Linked DNA regions of Mus musculus: regions 2, 3 and 4 are each linked to region 1. Evidence: chromatin contacts called from public HiChIP or PLAC-seq data. All regions are on one chromosome and are shown on one strand. The core of a region is the stretch at or near the end of the contact, and the rest is flanking DNA. Distances in the headings are between cores, read along the strand shown.

The links. HiChIP or PLAC-seq counts read pairs in DNA pulled down with a chosen protein or histone mark.
Region 2: a contact with region 1 is called in an HNF4G HiChIP or PLAC-seq map of pancreatic cancer cells. The contact joins two enhancer-like sites. A contact is called at or near these places in 1 of 484 Hi-C or Micro-C datasets (embryonic stem cells), 4 of 115 datasets of contacts at active chromatin or transcription factors (the NIH/3T3 cell line, bone marrow-derived macrophages, effector CD8 T cells and 1 more) and 3 of 9 other capture datasets (adipose tissue, embryonic stem cells and pancreatic islet).
Region 3: a FOXA1 HiChIP or PLAC-seq map of pancreatic cancer cells shows a contact between it and region 1. The contact joins two enhancer-like sites. A contact is called at or near these places in 2 of 39 promoter capture datasets (frontonasal cranial neural crest and hematopoietic stem and progenitor cells), 8 of 484 Hi-C or Micro-C datasets (adipose-derived mesenchymal stem cells, cerebral cortex, liver and 5 more), 5 of 115 datasets of contacts at active chromatin or transcription factors (the NIH/3T3 cell line, bone marrow-derived macrophages, a colorectal cancer cell line and 2 more) and 2 of 9 other capture datasets (embryonic stem cells and liver).
Region 4: a contact with region 1 is called in a FOXA1 HiChIP or PLAC-seq map of pancreatic cancer cells. The contact joins two enhancer-like sites. A contact is called at or near these places in 1 of 39 promoter capture datasets (hematopoietic stem and progenitor cells), 5 of 484 Hi-C or Micro-C datasets (embryonic fibroblasts, group 2 innate lymphoid cells, muscle stem cells and 1 more), 3 of 115 datasets of contacts at active chromatin or transcription factors (bone marrow-derived macrophages, embryonic fibroblasts and pancreatic cancer cells) and 1 of 9 other capture datasets (embryonic stem cells).

Annotation. Positions count from the first base shown.
Region 1 is chr10:59,637,315-59,640,229 of GRCm38.p6, forward strand. No RefSeq gene overlaps it. Among named protein-coding and RNA genes, the nearest start is that of Mcu, 22 kb to the left of the region's middle. Within about 2 kb of position 1,452, at least 83 of the 459 cell types and tissues checked have an H3K27ac peak or open chromatin away from gene starts, as enhancers often do. A contact at or near this core is called in the NIH/3T3 cell line, a colorectal cancer cell line, embryonic fibroblasts and 4 more, where this site is marked.
Region 2 is chr10:59,423,975-59,426,889 of GRCm38.p6, forward strand. Oit3 (oncoprotein induced transcript 3) reads right to left here. Exons shown (of 9, transcript NM_010959.2): 8 at 1,403-1,502; 9 at 1-138. Among named protein-coding and RNA genes, the nearest start is that of Gm36318, 16 kb to the right of the region's middle. Within about 2 kb of position 1,532, at least 18 of the 459 cell types and tissues checked have an H3K27ac peak or open chromatin away from gene starts, as enhancers often do. A contact at or near this core is called in pancreatic cancer cells, where this site is marked.
Region 3 is chr10:59,824,127-59,827,041 of GRCm38.p6, forward strand. All of the region lies in intron 8 of Micu1 (mitochondrial calcium uptake 1), which reads left to right. Among named protein-coding and RNA genes, the nearest start is that of Gm23803, 7.8 kb to the left of the region's middle. Within about 2 kb of position 1,460, at least 91 of the 459 cell types and tissues checked have an H3K27ac peak or open chromatin away from gene starts, as enhancers often do. A contact at or near this core is called in the NIH/3T3 cell line, a colorectal cancer cell line, muscle stem cells and 3 more, where this site is marked.
Region 4 is chr10:59,507,938-59,510,852 of GRCm38.p6, forward strand. The region is part of intron 1 of Mcu (mitochondrial calcium uniporter); the gene reads right to left. Among named protein-coding and RNA genes, the nearest start is that of Gm40671, 66 kb to the right of the region's middle. Within about 2 kb of position 1,489, at least 67 of the 459 cell types and tissues checked have an H3K27ac peak or open chromatin away from gene starts, as enhancers often do. A contact at or near this core is called in embryonic fibroblasts, muscle stem cells and pancreatic cancer cells, where this site is marked.

The sequences.
Region 1 (2,915 bases), core at 202-2,701:
CAGTTTGCACAGGCTGGGGGTGATGGAGAAAGAGAAGTGATGGAACCTGGATGTTGTTGGGAAGTGGAGCCATCAGGATGTGGCAAACATCTGGAACGATGGAATGAAATGACATGAGAGCAAGGGGCAGTCAAGTACAGCCTAGAAACCTAGAGAGAGCGGGAGGGGGAGGGAAAGAGGGAGGAAAAGAGAGAGAGAGATGTTTTTTTATCGAAATGGGGAGGAAAATGAGAAGGTTCTTAATCTTGCTTGAGGCACAACACCAGACACATTGCAGTCTTCGTGTTTGCTGTTAACCTAATCAAAATCAGTGTCTGTGTATTTGGGTCAAGAGTTGCTTTAGATAAAAAAGAAAAATAAATAAATAAATAAAATGACTTGTTAGCTTCCAGACTAAGCTTTTGTTTCAGACTCTGAGATAAATTTAAATCCAGTGATGTGCTACAGATGGTTTTACTCAAGAGCCAGGCTATTGGAAAAGCACTGGAGAAACTTAATACTTCTTAGGCATTACATCATCTGGATTTACAGGTGGGAAAGTACACTAGAAACAGAGGAGAACATACTTAAAAAACTCATTACTTATTTCCTACATTTCACTATGGTCTGGCTTCTGAAGCAACGTCCCAGAATGTGTCTGTGCAGTATAGTACGTACTGCCCCCGTGCCTCCCCTTCCAACAAGGCGCTGATTTCTGCGGCCATAAAAATAATGCTTAAAAATACTTAAGCCAAGTAATTATGCTCACTGTGAAGTTTTACCGAACTAGGGACATCATTTAAAAGAAAAGACAAAAAAAAAGGACTGAAACTTTAAAACTGAGCCAGTGAACACCAGTGCTAGATGTCAGGGGCTCTTACTGGGCCAGGAGACAGGGACTTAAGATGCAGGGACTGACAAATGCTAAACATTAGAGTGTGAGCAAGCTGGCCGTGTCTTATAAATACATGCAGGGATAACAGCATTACATTGTACTTCTCTTGCAGGTCTCCCCCTCTAGACAGCAAGGGTTGGGAACTAAAAAAAAAAACCTGAGTAGAACCTGCAGGAATTCCACACAGCTAAATGCTTTACATACTGATCCAGTTAGGAACTGCTAAGAGAGATGAGCATCCCACGTTCAATCAATGCTTTATAGGATTAAGCCTGAACCAAATCACCAGCCGTTAACAGGATAGACTAGTGGCTTCGGACTGCTTCTTTGTATATTTGGTATTATGGCCAAGATGAGGAGAAACGGGCTAGTCAATGCCGGTGAGACACTCATCGGCAGGCTTCTTTAAAAAGAGATGTCAAAGACTCTAAAGACATTGGTTACTTCAGTGAGGCGGCTAGAAAAACAACTGCAGTTTGTTGCTTTAATGTTACAAGAAAGGCAGCTGGGATCCAGAGAATAGTTGCGGGTTCCTGAGGGAAAGAAAGGGAATGAGTCATTTTGTTGGAGTGTGAAAAATAAAAAAATTGGAATGTGTCTTAAGGTCCTGGCCAAGACCCAGTGGACGATAACAGAGAGCGCAGCATTTAGTGCTCTGGTATTTCACTGTTAGGTATGCATATCAGAGCTGAGGGTGTAGCCCCATAGACAGCCTGCTTGCCTAGCACCTGTACGGCCATGGGTTCAACTCCTCAGCATCTTGTGTACTGGAGTAGTAGGACACATCTATACTCCTAACACTTGGATGGCGTACAAGCTGCTTTTGTTTGTCAACTTGACCAAGCTGAAGTCAACAGAGAAAGGAGCTTCAGCCAAGGAAATGCCTCTATGAGATCCAGTTCTAAAGCATTTTCTCAATTAGCAATCAATACAGGAGGGCCCAGTCCACTGTGGGCAGTACCACCCCTGGGCTGGTGGTCCTGAGTTTGATAAGAAAGTAGGCTAAGCAAGCCATGAGGAGCAAGCCAGTAAGCAGCATCCTCTATGGCCTCTGCATCAGCTTCTGCCTCCAGGTTCCTACCCTGTTTGAATCCCTGTCTTGACTTCCTCCAGGGATGAACTATGATCTGGAAGTGTTAGACTCTGAATAAACCCTTTCCTCCCCAACTTGCTTTTTTGGTTTTTTTTTTTTTTTTTTTTGGTTTTTTGTTTTTTTGGTGTTTCGTCACAGCAGTTCCAAACCCAACTATGACAGATGATCAAACATAGTGAGTTTGAGGCCACCCTGGGCTACATGAGAGCCTACAAAACAAAACAAAACAAAAAAAAGTACTCAGTGTTCTGTGGTTTCAGGAGCCTGAAACAAGAGGATCTGGTGTTCAAAGCCAATCCGGGATATATGGAGAGACTCTGTCTCAAAACTATACAAATGAGATATATTGTCCACAAGCATGGCAGTTACAACAAAGAAAAGCTGAACTTGACGAAAGAGGCAATGAGAAAAACTCCATTCTTGATCTGCAACTTTCTCCAGTCTTCCCCATTTTAAGGATTCCTGAGTGGTGCTAAAAACCATACTTCCCATTTTACTTGGATAGATTCATTCTCTAGCTCCCATCCTTGCTTACTGGCTTTTGATTTTGAACTTTCAATGTCTTTGTACTTTTCACATGTATCAGGATGCAAAGCTCTCTCCCCTGTCGCTCCGGTGCCACCATGGCGCCATTCTCCTCCTTCCTCTCCGCGATAATAACGAGCTGCAACTGTAAGCGAGCCCCTACTTAAATGCTTTCTTTTATAAAAGTTGCTTTTGGTCACAGTGTCTCTTCGCAGCAATTTGAAGTTGAGCGTGTACCAAGTGTTCCTGTCCACCGTTTTAACCTCTGGAACAAATATTCATGACCCTAAGTGGAGCACGACAAGAAATCTTTTCTTCTTCAACTCTGACCTTAAGTTGAGACCACTCAGGACTGCACCTGCCTCTAAAGTGAGGTTGTTTAGGCTTCTCACACTAAATCTTCCTGTTTCCTTTGTTTGGAGG
Region 2 (2,915 bases), core at 282-2,781, 210 kb before region 1:
CAGTGTCTGGCTCTGCAGCCCAGCAGAGTCCTCGTCCTCACCCACCTCACGACGTACTCTTCGGTGGCACCCTTGGGCACAGCGGGAACGCTCATCCAGCACCCCACATACAAGGACGCGGCAGTGTAAAAATACCTCCTGAAGGGATAAGGACAGTCAATTGTCACTGTAGGCGACAGCAGAGAGCCAACACAGTACCTCTCAGTTCACAAGCCCCAACTAGAGGTGACAATGACAATCTTATATTTATGGACAGGAAACCAAGGCTTAGGATAAGGAAATTGCCCAGTCCACACATTAAGAATGTGGCCACAAGGAACAGAGACACATGGGTGACCTCAAAACCTAGCACTATAACTCTGATACGCTGAAGAGACTTTAGGGGAGCAGTGTCCTGTGCCTTAGCATTTTAGTCCTCTGGACTGGGAGGGGTGCTGGGGCCCAGTGCTCATAAAGAAGTCTTTTTCAGAAGGGTCTGCTAGGCCAGGATCAGTTACTCAACTGGAGTTTTGGAATAACAAATGGCTGCAAAGGTCACTTAGAGGCGTTATGGGAAAGAACCTTGCTCTGTAAAGCTTGACCTGAGCTGTGTTTCAATACTGCCAACAGCAGCAAAAGGGATCCATCTTGTCACCCACAGCCTCTTGGGACAGCCTCTTGGGACAGCCTCTTGTCAGCTTGACCCCCGTGTACCCTGTTAGGACACTGTTAGGACACTTTCTTCACCCCTGCTTTTCTCATGTTCATAATTTTAAAGACTGCTTAATGTCCCATTAAACTGATAGTGTGGCCCCTTGGCTGTGTTTATTTGAGGCCCCCCTTTTGCCCTCTTAAGAGCACACTCTAAAACATAATCTGTTTCTGTGAGATCGCCAAAAGTGTATTTAGCCAAAAATCATGTGCGAAGTTAATGACTGTGGCATACTGCCAGGTAACTTAATTTAAAAATATATATCAAATTTATGCTGTTGTTGTTCAGTTCCTATGGCTTAGAAGGCCTCGTAATTTGTAGTTTCCCATACATTCCATGTAGGACACTCCCTATTATGAAGTTATGTCCTATGATTAGCATTCTGGGTTCTACTCTCTTCCCATTCCTGGGCTGTCTTTCCATGAAATTCCTGTCTAAATCCTTTGTTGAACTGACGGCATCACTGGCGTTTTACATTAATCTGCCCACAAAGATTCCAAATTATGGTCCTATGATATTCCTTGTGCACAGCCACTTTATGTGGGTGTGGTGAGGGGCAGGCAATTGTAATTTGTGTGAATCCAGAGTTTAACTATATTCTCCCAGAGGTTGTGCAGAAGCTAACCACAGGCTCTTAGAATGTCAGTGCACCAGGGCAATAAGAAGGAAGGCTCAGGCATGGGGTTGTGGGACAAAGGGCATCCAGCTTACCTTGTGGTCTTTGCCCACAAACTTGAAGACGGGGGCTTGGAAGTGCTTTGCTAGGTGGTCCCTGGATGAGTACTGCTTTACTGAGTCATCGGAAACACAGCTAAAAGTAGGATAGACAGCGTGTCAGACCTGATGGCTTCCACAGAGGCAGCGTACACTCCCAGCCAAGGCATTTGGCCCAAGGAGAGGTGAAGTAGGTGGAGTGTGCTGGGCTGCATGCCAGCCTTGTGAGAAGCAAGAGTCAATGGCTTCCTCTCCTGGCAAAGGCATCGTCAGACCTCATCGGGCAGGGCTAAGTAGGATGTCTGCCCTATCCTCCATTCAAGGGACCCCAGAGAACACAGCATCCCGGCTTGGATAAGAGTTCTACATAATTAGAAGCACATAGATGTGCTCTTCAGAGAGACTATTGGCTAGTAAGCTTGTCTTTCCGTCTGTGACATGTCATAGAAATCTAGGTTAGTATAGTTGTTGGTCTGAGAAGGCTCTTCCTTGGTTTTAACACTTATTTCCTGGACATAGGAGGGACACAATCCCCTAGAGGGAGTACAGAGGTGAAGGAGCCATCTGTGCACATACATTTAAGCTTCTCAGGTGACACGTGGCCTCAGATGGTTTCATCTCTCTTTTCCCAAACATAACAGCAAGCCGCCATTTCACAGAGTCTGTGGTCTTAATCTTAGTTCAGTTTGGCACATTGCTATGAGTTGCCTGTCATGATGACTGGGGAAAGGACTTACTAACTGACACACTGAGGCTTGGATATGAATGCACATTTTCTCCTAAGAAGCTAAGGACCCTCTTTGTGTGATTTGATCCGTTCTAACTTATTTTATATCTTCTTGCATGTACATGCATGTGTGCATACAGAGTCACACACAGAGACGTATACGTACATATGCAAGGATGTATTTTTCTATTTTATATGTACTAAGGGTCAAGGGAAAAACAGCAGAGTTTCTTTGAACTATCTAGACAGAAGGTGACAGTCTTTTACCCAGAGTCTAAATAACAAGTACGTAAGCAGACTTCCCAGCACGGGACAGCAGCTGACTCGTCTCTAGCAAATATAAGAAATGGCTTCTAAGCTGACCTTGTCACATTAAGGGTCAGAAACCACTGTTCAGGGTGCTGAGAGCTGTGAGGGGAAAAGAGAGCTGGGGGGGGGGGGGGAGGAAGAGCAAGAAGCTGGAGAGAACTAGAAACTTCCAAGGGAACGGGGCAGCAAGGGGAGGGAAGGACCAAAGGCCAAGGAATGTTCCTGACACACACCATGCCTCTCCCCCATCTAGAAGACTGAAGTTCCTGTCTGCCTGAGCTATGTCCCAGCTGCCATTTAGGCCAAGGAAGAAAGAGATCTTGATATGAACTAGGGGAGTGTTTAGGTTCACTAACACCATCACACACCTACAAACCCAATCTAGGGCCTTTCGGCCATTCCACGGAAGTCTCCATATTGTTTCCTCCAGCATTGACCAAGAATTTCTTCCCTTTTCAATCCTTCCCGATTCAT
Region 3 (2,915 bases), core at 210-2,709, 190 kb after region 1:
AAAAATAAGTGTACACATGATCTCTCCAGCCATGTAACATCTATCCATGGCCCTTGACATTTTAGTCAGTAGATCCCCGAAATGCAGTCCTCAAAACTCCCAAACTACCATTTAGTAGGTCTTCAACTTTAAAATGTTGAACAAGTAGAATGTTTGTGTCTGTTAGCAGATGTAGTGTGTGAAACACCTACCACCTACCTTCCCCCCCCACACACACACACGCCCTCTACCCCCACCCCACCCCACCCCACCCCACCGCACCCCTGCCAGCTTGGCCTCATTTAAGCCCTCAGAACCTAATGGCTTGGGGCTGGAGCTCAGTGTAGAGCCCTTGCCTGGTATGCACAAGACCCTGATCCTCTGCAACATGAAAAACCTCATTAGGTAGCTTTACCCCAGAAGACCCCGTAGGCTAAACTGAGAGATGCTGGCTGTCCAAAGTGAAAGCATAGAGCTGAAGCCATGAGTTTTGAAGTCGGCCAGGCTGCAGAAAGGACAAATATTGATGTTTAAGCCTTTTGGGTTCTAATTGCTTGATAATAGTGGAACATGTTACCAAAAGCCAAGTTTGTGTCTTCAAAAACTAGTAAAAATACTAATTTGAGCATTGAAATTGCTACTTGAGGCTCTCCCCTAGAAACTGCCCTTGAAACACAACAGAGGAATGTTTGTGCCTTTAGAGGGTGGAAACTGAAGGCTTTTCATGAACCCTGAGCAAGCCAGCCGCTGTCAGGTTTACAAACAAGAAGCATTTCAACTTCGAATCTGCCTTGTTCCACCCTGGTAGGGAGTTCCAGAAAGGCAGGCATGTCTATCCAGATCCTCCAGGCCAGCCCAGAGAGCCGCGGGGCACAGCTTTGGGGTAGACCCTGCCTGTAAATACATTCTGTATGGTCAACTCCAGCTCAGCCATCTGACCCTACGGGAAACCTGCTTTAAACAGTGCAAAACGTTGCCCGCTTTCAGAATTTTTATCAGTTCCTCCGTTTTGTTTCAGGATGGCAAATTGAGCCATAAATCAAACTTAAATCGAATCCCCCCAAAACTTTGGGTTTTGTCAGAAATTAATCAGTTCTGTGCAAGAGACGGAGTGACGGATGGGAACTGCTGTGGGCCCGAGTGGGAAAGGAGCCTCTGGCCTGTGGTGGTGATGTCGATTCCTTTGCAGGAGGAGTTGTGCTTTCCTTCAGCCGGCTCTCGGCCCCGCCCCTCCTCCCCACTGTTGTAGCTTATTCAGAATATCAGGGTGCTGCCCTGAAGGTTGCAGAGAAGTAGGGAATTTTGTGAATCCAGATGGACTACATCTGCTAACCCAGCTTAGTCAATTGCACGTTGCCTCAGGCTTCTTGTCTGCAAAGCAGAGCCAAGAAGCTCCACCGACCTGACAAAGATTTAAATGAGAGAGTGTACGGGGAACTTCTGGAGTGAGGTGCATGCGCAGTAAAGAGTTGTTATTGCGGTGTAGTTCTTGTGGCTTGTATACTCTGTGACTCATGAGGGAGGAAGCAAGACTGGAAAGAATCTACTCTTGGATATTTCCATTTTTATCACTGTCTTACATGTGTCATCTGCCTAGCAGAGGTCCCCAGGGATCTTCCTTCCCATGCCGCACGGTGACTCACACAGTGCTGGACAAGGAGAAGACGGTGGGGACATGCTTGTTGACATGAACTTACTTAGTACCATCTGACATCTGTGAACTCCCTCTCAGGAGAGCAGATCAACCCTGCCATGTGGGAGTGTGAGGACATTCTACCATCCTCCTGTCCTTTTGGCCCCTACTTGGCCACTAGGCCTACCCTGCCTTTTATAATTATTATTATTATTATTATTAGCCTTAATCAGCACTAGAGCTGGGCAGATATCCACCCTCTAAGCTATTAGAATCTATTTCCCCATTAATAACCCTGAGTTATAATTCTCCATGTTTCGTCTGAACTGCTCTTAACTTCAGTTGGCCAGTCCTCATAGCCATGCTTTCATGACTCTCCTACCCATGACATCTTCTTCTCCCATCCTCTCCCTCTCTCATGGTCTCCTCAGATCCCAAGCCTGGGAACTCCAAGCCCTGCCTATATCAATTCTGCCCAGCTATAGGCTGTAGGCATCTTCATTCACCAATCAGGAGTAACTTAGGGGTCAAGGTGACATTGCATCACTTGAGTCTATGTGCAGATTTTCTCATCCTTGGGGGCAACCAGGCCTTAGGGACCAGTATTTAGCATTATAATACATTATAATAATATAATTCTAATACATAGCAAAAGACCAAACCTCAACATTACGTGTTACATATTACATAGAACTAACATTGCAACTGGGACCAAGAGAGCTTCCTTGTCCTGTTTCTAAATGAAATCTCAGTGCTCTGATAAGCTTAGATTAGCTCAAGGTTCTTTGTCTTGTTACATATTTCTCTTAAGCATTATTGATGTCCTATCATTCAGATATCCTTTTTGAGAAAACTTGTTAATTACATTACGCTTGTTTGAAATCCTTAGGGATCTATTTGATTTTTGCATAAGCATGATTGATAAGACTTAAAATCCTTATTTTAAGTCTTCTCTAAGAAGCAAGGTCATGGATGATCTTAGAGACTGGTTATTACTATTAATGTATGAACTCTCGAACTCAGGAGGCAGAGGCAGGCAGAGCTCTGTGAGTTCGAGGCCAGCATGGTCTACATGCTGAGTCCCAGGCCAGCCAGGAACTCATAGTGAGAGCCTGTCTAAAAAGAAGAAAAGAGAAAAATTGTGAAATTTTCTATAGTTTTAAAATTGGCCCTGTTCCTCAAGGATGCTCCTGACCCAAGGGGGGATGGGGAGGGGTTGTCTGTTCTGAGTTTAACTGTTTGGTTTTATTATTATTGGTGCATATTAGTAACTCAGAGTAATGACCTTCATTGTGATGACGTC
Region 4 (2,915 bases), core at 239-2,738, 130 kb before region 1:
TATAAGACCAATCAGACTTTGTATCTCTCCTGGCATTGGTTTTTTGCTCTTCCCCTACCAAGAGCACCATTATTTAGATATAATTACCATCTTGTATAATTTACTTATGGGTGGCACATGCCTGCAGTCCCAGCACCTGAGAGGCAAAAGCAAGAGGAGACGCTCCAGGCCATCATTCCAGGCTATATAATGAGTTTGAGGCCAGCCTGAACCATATAATGAGAGTCTATCTGAAAACCCATATCTGATATGATGGTTTTAGTACATATATAGTGTTGTGTAAGCTCTATGTCAATCAGTAGTACAGTCTTGCACCATCCTCACAACCTGACATCCATTAGACGTCACTTCCTGTTTTCCCTACTCCTAATCCTTGACAACCTTCTGTTTTTATGGATTTGCCTGTTCCTGACATTTCATGTTAAGCAAAGTGACTCAGGATGTTGAATTTTGCTGAGTGGATTTTACTGAGTAGCATAATGTCTTCAAGACAGAATTATATGACATCATATACCTGTACTTCACTCTTTTTAATGCCAAACAATGCCCCATTTTGCGTGGTGATGTGGGATCCTTTAACAATGACCGTCACTGGGGTTGGATTCACTTTCTGGCTATGAGGAACAATGTTCCCATGAAAAGTCATATGTAAGTCTCTGTGCAGCACCATTTCTAATTCCTACCTGCTGTGAGGCTTTGTCTACGTCCCCATTAATACTTCTCACTACAGTCGCTCTTACAGTATTTTCCTTAGTAAATATGAAGTAGTACCTCACAGTGTCTCTCATCTCCCTCTTCTAGGGGACCAATGATGCTTTGTATCATTTCAAGCTCTTGGCAGCCATCTTTATAGGAGAAATGTCTGTTCTGATCTTTTGCCCATTCCGGGAGCCATTTGACTTTTTAAAAAGTGATTTATTTTATTTTTCAGCACACTGTCACTGACACACCAGAAGAAGGCACCAGTGAGCCACCATGTGGTTGCTGGGATTTGAACTCAGGACCTCCATCCAGAAGAGCAGTCAGTGCTCTTAACCACTGAACCATCTTTCTAACCTCTTGACCATTCTTAAAATCAGGCTTACTTTTTAAAGTTTAATGTTAGGTTTGGAAATTATGTTACTCTAGGAACTTTTGAGTGAAATTTTAAGTTTATTGGCATCAAGTTTTTCCAGCCATTTTTTTGGCTGCTGTTGTTCCAGTGCTGGGTACCAACCGCAAGGCTTCCTGCTCTGCTGCATCCTAAGCCGCCTTCTTAGCAGCTCCAGGATTTGTAGTGATAGCCTTCTTTTCTGCTTTTAATCCTGGGAAACTATGTATACTTTTAATTTCTTAGCATGGTTACTATTTCTCCTTTGATACACATTTCAAATATTGGAGGATTTCCCAGAGAAAGTGATTCATTGCTGCAGGCAGTGATTTCCTCCGTGGGTAGAGAAAATGCTATATGACTCCAGTCCTTTGGAATTTATTAATATTTGCTTTATGGCCTGATTTGAGGTCAGTTTCAGAAAATATTCTGTGTGTGCTTGAAACAGGACGAATTCCACGGTGGTGGAGGTGGCGTTACCATGGGCTTCTAATAGCAGATGATTTGAGAGTTGGCTTTGTGTGTGTGTGACAGCTTAGGTGTTTCTTGACTGAACTGAGAATCATTCACCCGCAGCAGAGCTCTCCTTTAACAAGCTATTGGGAGAGTACCCTGACTGCATGGTGCCCTCTAAGAGGGAAAAGTAGTATGTATGCATGGTGTGTGTGAAGGCCAGAGGAGGCACCATCCTCTGTTTGCCTCATGCACTGAGACAAGGTCGCTCACTGATCTTGGACTTGCTGCATTGTGAAGGCTGGCAGCTAGCAAGCCCTAGTGTTCTTCCAGCCCCTATGCCCTTCTCCCCACCCCCATGTGAAGAGGTATAGGTGGTTGTGAACTTCCTGTCTCGGGTGCTGGGAACTGAACCCAGGTCCTTCTCAAGAGCATCAAGTGCTCTTAGCCGTTTAGTCATCTCTCTAGCCATGGCTTTCTGTTATATGGATGCTGGGGAGCTGAACCCAGGCTCTCAACGTTTGGACAAGTGCGTTTACCTACCAAGTCATCTCCCCAGCCCCATGCTTGATTCCTTTTTTTGTCAAAGGCCTATTTCATGTTAAGAATGCAGACATTCACATTAATATCATTAAAAGGACCAGACTGAATCTGAACTAGAAAAGGATGCCATCATGTAGTCCAGGCTGGCTTTGAACACCCAGTCTTCCTCCTCACTGCTGAATTATGAGTGTTCATTACCACGCTTAGCTTAAAACCAGCCTTTTAGAAGAAATACAGATTATTCAAAACGTTTCTCACATACAATTCAAAATATTTAAGCACCAGATGAAATTTAAAATTAGCCGACTACTTCACTACATTTTATATAAAGAAAACGCTTCATTAGAAAAGTGTCAATCTTTGGATCGCATGCAGATTTGCAGAACCAAATGTTTAGTGTGGGGAAAAAAAACCCCTTAAGCCCTATAAGCTTTGCCATAGATCTTTGCTTCCTTCCTAGTCTGTGTCCAACAGGACAGGAGGGCACTGTTCTCACGGAAGGTAACATCCATCAGGAGGTGGATCGCCAACAGAAAGAGGACAATGTTGGAGATAATGGAATCCAGAAATAGACCCTCATGTCGGGAGTCCAAGTTCAGGTGTCAACACTGAGTGACAGGGCTGATTGTTGTGTCAAGTCTAGTATGCCACCATTTGAGAAAAAAAGCCAGGGAAAGCATATAGATGGGGCACGGTAGGGAATAGCTATTGACCCTAACACGACCCCCTTCATGTTGTAGCCCACTAAGAAATTCCACCCCGGTGGACGGGGAATCCAGAAGGCTGTGTACTGGATCATTTCCTGCAACACAGCAGCTGCTGTTCAGCT